Regions from separate parts of the Ovis aries genome. Here region 1 is linked to region 2. A link is a contact called in public Hi-C data. All regions are on one chromosome and are shown on one strand. The core of a region is the stretch at or near the end of the contact, and the rest is flanking DNA. Distances in the headings are between cores, read along the strand shown.

The links. Hi-C and Micro-C count contacts between places; a contact is called where the count stands out from the background.
Region 1: a contact with region 2 is called in a Hi-C map of liver, with 3 times the contacts expected there. The contact joins the promoter of TRIM21 here to the promoter of TRIM68 in region 2. A contact is called at or near these places in 3 of 16 Hi-C or Micro-C datasets (blood, liver and tail adipose tissue).

The regions. Positions count from the first base shown.
Region 1 is chr15:49,570,707-49,574,383 of ARS-UI_Ramb_v3.0, reverse strand. It overlaps TRIM21 (tripartite motif containing 21), which reads right to left and starts at 1,770. Exons shown (of 7, transcript XM_060399397.1): 1 at 1,068-1,770; 2 at 1-402. The coding sequence starts at 366.
Region 2 is chr15:49,308,500-49,311,743 of ARS-UI_Ramb_v3.0, reverse strand. It overlaps TRIM68 (tripartite motif containing 68), which reads right to left and starts at 1,491. Exons shown (of 6, transcript XM_012095952.4): 1 at 1,427-1,491.

The sequences.
Region 1 (3,677 bases), core at 521-3,020, 260 kb before region 2:
ATCACGGTGTTTCTGGGACTGGGAACACACCCAGCAAAGGGCCTTCCCATCTGCCTCACAGAAGAGGTGAATTTTCTCTCTGTGCACCACACACAGCTCCCCGTGTGGGCCCTCCTTGGCACCCTGGCTGATTTTCCTAAGGTTGTCCACCATGTTGGCTACCTGTCGATTGGGCCGGAGATTCTGGAGCAGGAAGTGGCGCCGGCACACAGGACAGACGCTACCTCCTTCTTTCCCGACCTCAGAGATGCACTCCTGGCAGAAGCTATGACCACATTCAATGCTCATAGGCTCCACCATGGGATCCAGGCAGATAGAGCACGTGACCTCCTCCCACATCATTGTCAAGGGTACGGCTGAAGCCATTGGGGTGATGCTCCTCTTCGGTAGTGCTGGGGAGATCTTGCGGTGAGGGGAGAAGAGGAAAGGGACGGAAGAGAAGAGCCAGGTAAGAAAAGGGAACCACGAGAGAGGGTGAACTGGAGGGAGTGAAAACAAGAAAAGACAAGGACCTCAACCTGAATAGTGCTCCTCTTCCATAGTCTGGGTCACTGATCCAGTCAGACAGAAGGGGACACTGAGTCCCCAAGAGATAGCAAATATTGTTGAGAACCTGAGAGACAGCTGCTTACAATTCGACTTTCATCATGTTCATCTCTGCTTAACCGCTCAGAGTCCAGGCTTTACCTATTGATCTTCTGCCTCAGGCCACTGGTTTTCTACTCTGTTGAGAAGCTAATCTTAACAGTAGCGACCATTGACTGTGCTCGTTCCATGTGCCAGGTGCTACATGCTTCACATACATTCTCATTAATCTTTGCAATAGGCAGGAGTTATTGGTATCTATCTAATCATCGGTAACATGAATATATATAAGAATATTTATATTTATGCTTACATATTTTCATAAGGATACACGTATATCCGTAAGTACATGGGCTTCCTAGGTGGTGCAAGTGGCAAAGAATCCACCTGCTAATGCAGGAGACACAGGAGACAGCAGGTTTGATCCCTGAGTTGGGAAGATCCCCTGGGGAAGGAAATGGCAACCCACTTCAGTATCTTACCTGGGAAATCCCGTGGACAGAGGAGCCTGGCGGCCTACATACAGTCCATGGGGTCGCAAAGAGTCAGACACGACTGAGCACACACACACACGCATATGTATATGTGTGTATATATGTATGTGCATACACACAGAAGCGTGAGGTTTATTAAGAACTTCCTGGGCTCTTCTCTCAGCTACCCTGAACCTGGCCCCGCCTTTGTTTCTTCTAGGGCGCAGACCCATAGTTTTCTAATATCCTAAGCAACCCTGTCTCTCTCACCTCCAGAGGGAGCCTTTTGGGGACAGCAGTCTCAGGGATCGCGGACCTACCCCCACACCGGGCTCCCGGACCACCCCTGAGCTAGGTTGCCATCCTGGTTCTCCCAGTTTCCCTGGTTTTTCTTCCCAGCTCAGGTGCCGGCGGAAGCAGAGCAATCCGAGCTCCTTCCAGGGGACATCCCAGTCAGGTTTACAGCCCAGCCTCCTCCCAGGCTGCAGGGGAAAAACTGCTGGGTTAAGGTTGAGGGAGACCTGTTGCGAAAGAAAACCTGAGATCGAAATCTCTAGGGGTGGGGACGGCTTGGATGAGGCACTTCAGACCTGGGGCAGGGGAGAGAGGTCCCCTAGGGAGAGCTGGGGTACCTCGGTCTAGCCAAGTTCACTCACCTTTTCAAGAGACGCAGTGGATGGCAGCCGTTTCCTTATTTCACTTTCGATTCCTTGTCCACCGCAAATCTGAAAGGGAGGCGGGCAGAGCGGGAGGAGAGTGGGCGGGGCCAAGGGAGGAGGAAGGCGGAGGGGTTGAGGTGCCGCCAGAGTCTGGAGCTTCTGGGAGGCTGGGGCGAGCGAAAGCTCCGCAGCCTTTAGTCCTTGCTTTGCGTTCCCTCCCGTGTCCTCATTGTGTAATAGAGTGAAGCATCGTATCTGCTGCGTGGAGGAGCCATGCAGGCCTACGTGCTGTGCCCTCGTGTGGGAGCTGCTTTAAAGGAGGTTTGGATGGACAGGGGTGCCTGGAGGTCTCCTCTAAAGGCCATCTTCTGTTCCCTATTTCCAAAAACAATTCCTTTTCAGGAGACTTGATATTCTTTTAACATCAGGGGGAGAGCAATTTATTCCACAGTACCTCAGCGCATTATCACACCAGTGAGTGGTAAGAAGGGACTTGACATTTATTGAGGCAACAACTGTGTACTTATCCTTGAGCCAGGGACTTTCTCAGGTTGTTTTATTATTATTTTAAATTATGGTGAAGTACGTATAACATTTACCATCTTAACCGTTTTCAAGTGTGTAGTTCAGTGGCATTAAATACGTTCACAGTTGTATACTTCACCACAGTCCATGGAGTCTCAAAGGGTCGGACACAACTGAGCCACTAAGCACAAGAACGGAGAAGGCAAGGGCACCCCACTCCAGGACTCTTGCCTGGAAAATACGAGGGACAGAGGAATCTGGAAGGCTGCAGTCCATGGGGTCGCTGAGGGTCGGACACGACTGAGCGACTTCTTTCACTTTTCACTTTCATGCATCAGAGAAGGAAATGGCAACCCACTCCAGTGTTCTTGCCAGGAGAATCCCAGGGGCAGCTTGATGGGCTGCTGTCTATGGGGTCGCACAGAGTCGGACACGAGTGAAGCGACTTAGCAGCAGCAGCAGCAGCAGCAAGCACAAGAAACCTCAAAGAGCCAGGGAGTAGTGGCAAATTCCTATTTATAAGAATCAGAGTTTTTACTCTGGTGGAAGAACTTCTTTCTTTACTAGACCCTTAGAACAAGGCTGAGCCCTGTGTTGGGGGATGGAAAGAAAATGATCTGTAAATGAGTTACTAGTTTGAGGGAAATAGGAGCTGCAACCACCTCCCTTCTTTATTCTCTGAAGAGTGTGTTTATAATGGCTATAAAAAATACCATCACCTATTAGTTGTTGATCTTAGATGTGCACCAGAATTTATGGTACAACATTCTTATATCATAGAGTGGGGTTTCCAAACTGCTGCCATACCTGAGCCTTCAGCAGTGCATCTCATATTTTTATTGGACCATCTTTTTCTGGTTGATGATGTACATTGTAAGACCACTGCATTCCATAGTGCAACCCCATTATCAGAATTTTTTGACTGTAAAATCAGTTTCTTGGTTGTAAGTGATGTTGTTGGAGACCTTGATGTTGTAAATCGAAAAACAGTGGTGCTGGTAGAAGCAATATAAGATGGCAAATGAATCTGTCTCTGGTATAGTAGCTATTTTGTGAGGATAAATTGCTGTTGGTTCAATGTCATTATCATGCCACTAAAAGACTGCCTAGATTCTCTTAGAAATAGGGAAAAATCAGGCTCAGAGTTGGTCTTATATGTACAGGTTTCTATAGCAGTAGGAATACAAATGCTGCTTGAGTATGGATTCCTCGGGTTTATCCATTTACCACTACTGATACGGACACTTGTACAAGAGTCCATTGAATAAGCACCAGGTGACTGAGAAGAGGCTGATCAACATCCACAAGATGGGTCATCTTATTTACCTGATTGTTGTTGTTTAGTCTCCCAGTTATGTCTGTCTCTTTGCAGCTCCCCTGGACTATGCATGACAGGCCTCCCTGTCCCTCATCATCTCCTGAAGTTTGCCCATGT
Region 2 (3,244 bases), core at 242-2,741:
TTGTCTTACTGTCACTAACCTACCCAACAGGCTATCCTGGTTCTCCAGCCCTCGTTCCAACAGCAAGCTCCCTCTTGACCCTGAAACAGCCCTGGCAAGTAAAAGGGGAAATTTCCACTTTCTTGCAGACCCCCCCATATCCATTCTTCCACCCCACTTGGAATCCTGCTGTCCTTCCAGCTTGAAATGACCTCCAAATTCCTGCTCTGAATGTCATTTGACATCTATGTGTCTTACTTCCCACAGTACAAGTTTCATGAGGATAGGGACATAGTCTGTTTACTACCATATCCTCAATGCCAAAAACAGTGCTCAAATATTTTTGAATACATGAGGATTAAATGTAAATGTTGAGGTCCAGCTGTTAGAAGGCTGTATATGAAAGAAATATCAACATCCTCATCTAAAACGGAGGGGCACCAAGAGATACCAGCTACACAACAGACATTGATATCTATGATTTATCACAGATAAACGAACAAATGAGGACGAACAAATGAATAAAAATAGCTACTGAAAACTGAGAAGATGGTAGCAAAAGGGAAGTCGGGTAAATACCAAAATGATAAATCAAGAAAATAGGATGGAAGCATATTATTTAGAGAGCCATAAAAAGCTCTAAACATAAAAAAGTTAAGTGATGGCCTCTGCTGCTGCTGCTGCTGCCAAGTCGCTTCAGTCGTGTCCGACTCTGTAGGACCCCATAGACGGCAGCCCACCAGGCTCCCCCGTCCCTGGGATTCTCCAGGCAAGAACACTGGAGTGGGTTGCCATTGCCTTCTCCAATGCATGAAAGTGAAAAGTGAAAGTGAAGTCGCTCAGTCGTGCCCGACTTCGCGACCCCATGGACTGCAGCCTACCAGGCTCCTCCATCCATGGGATTTTCCAGGCAAGAGTACTGGAGTGGGTTGCCATTGCCTTCTCCGGATGGCCTCTGCAAGTCTCTGCAATAAAGGATTTAGGGCTAGTAGCTATTGCCTTATTATTTTGTTTTTATTATACACAAATTACTCGGACAAAACTTTAATTATCAAACGTTTAATTGCTTCAACCTTGCGTTTGGCAGAGCCGGGCCCTCAAGGAAAGACGTTTGAGGGGAAAGGGGGAGGAGCCTGAAAGAGACTGGAGACGTGGGGCCAGAGAGGGAGGTGCGGAGGCGGTGACCTCCGCGATTCGACAGCAGAGGGGGATGGTAACTTCCGGGGCACAGGCTGCCAGGCAGAGCGCCAGGGCACAGGGCGGGTGAGGGCAGAGTAAGGCTGATCGCTTGCAGGACCTCTGAAGAGGCACAATTGTCTACCCACCTCCCTCGTCAGCCGGAACTAGCGCTCCGAGGCGGAAACCGAAAATGGAGACGCCCAGTTAGTTCCCATGGTCGAGTCTCCGCAGCGTCGGAAGCGCTTGGCCCTGCCAGAGAAGCACTTACCGCTGGCCCGGAGACGAAGACCCCAGCAGCGTCCAGCTCCTCAGCCGCCTTTCCCGCAGCGCTCTGAGGCCCCGCCCACCGGGAAGGAGCCAATGAATGGCGTGCAGGACCTGGCGTCGGGATCCGCCCCACCGGCGGCATCTTTGGGGAAGCAGCCAATCACAGATAGGGATCGGGAGAACCCTAGCCAGTTGGAGAAGGGGACAGGGCTGCGCCCACCTCTCTCTCAGACGGCGTATTTTCTGTTTTTCTGGCCCCTTCCCTACTGAGAATCCTTTAAACTGTGGAAGGGCCCAGGAGTCAGTCGAGGACCGGTCGAAGGGGTGAGACTCCAGGATGAGGCCGTTCAGGCTAGGCAGTAGCAGAAGCTCAGCAAGCCCCCGGGTCAAAGAACCCCTTGCGTCTTAGCTTCCGCTCTGGATGACTAGTGGTTCCTCTGGGCGAACCTTGTTCCTTCCAGGGTAGCCCTGGACCTAATAGTATTCCTTAGCAAGTTTTCTACGTTAAACTCAGCACCCTATGAGATCAACCAGGTCTGGTTCTGTGACCCAATTTAGTGCAGGGCTGGGCACTGAAAATGCAGTGGACTTTGTAGTTTCCTGCAAGATGAGCGACCTCTCCTGGCTCTAGATGGTGGTTTCTCATTAAAAAACCCTGGGTTTTCAGGCAAGCTCTTATCCTTCAGTACTTCAGCAGGCAGCCTCTCATCACTATTGCCACAACCCCGCTTTAGAATTAGAAACAGATGGTGGGAACTGGCGGAGTGTACGTGGAATTCCTCTTTCGAAACTGCTATGGAAATTTGAAAAAAAAAAAAAAAAGGGGGTGCTCGACCCTCAAGAAACACATAGACTGCTACTTAAGCCGATGATTTCTTTGTAGTCTCTGCACCTTGTCCTTTTCCTGATACTTCAGTGTTTCCTGGATAAGCAAATAAAGGGACACACTGTTTGCATTGAAAATAACCAGGAAATCCTCCCAGTTGAAGCTTAGTTCAAAATGATTTTCTTGTTGGGACTAATAGACTGAATCTTCATGCCAAGTCAGCGCTCAGGACGTGGTTTAAATTCTGAAGGGTGAGGCCCAGAAAATTCCTGAAACTAATGAGGCCATGAACAAAAAAAGAAAAAGAGAGGTAGTTGAGGTCTGAGCTGTACCGTACATCTCACTTGGATCTGGAGACATGGCTGCCTAACAGAATAATAAATGGATTAATTGAAACAGGACACTTTCAACATTTTTTGACCACTCACTTTTTATACTTTATGCTGGGTTCTGGAATTATAACCATAGGCCACAGACTCTGTTCAAGAAACTCCAAATCAAACTGGTTGTAAGTTGGCCTTTAAACATTGCAGAGGCCAACTGTACAGTCAAAAATCTGTGTATAATTTTTGACTCCCCCAAACCTTAATTGCTAGTAGCCTACAGTTGACCTGAAGTCTTACCAATAACATAAACAACATATTTTGTATTATATACTATAATCTTATGATAAAGTAAACTAGAGAAAAAATGCTATTAGGAAAATTATAAGGAGGAGAAAATGCAGTTATTCTACTATGCTATATTGATTGACATCATAACTTTACATCTGTTTACAAGATGAATTATCTATCAGTACCTTCTTCAGTGGGCTTCCCTGGTGACTCAGTGGTAAAGAATCCACCTGCAATGCAGGAGCCACAGGATATGCAGGTCCAGATCCTTGGAGGAGAGCATGGCAACCCACTCCAATATTCTTGCCTGGAGAATCTCATGGACAGAGAGCCTGTCCTCTACAGTCCCTAGAGTCACAAAGAGTCAGACACAACTGAC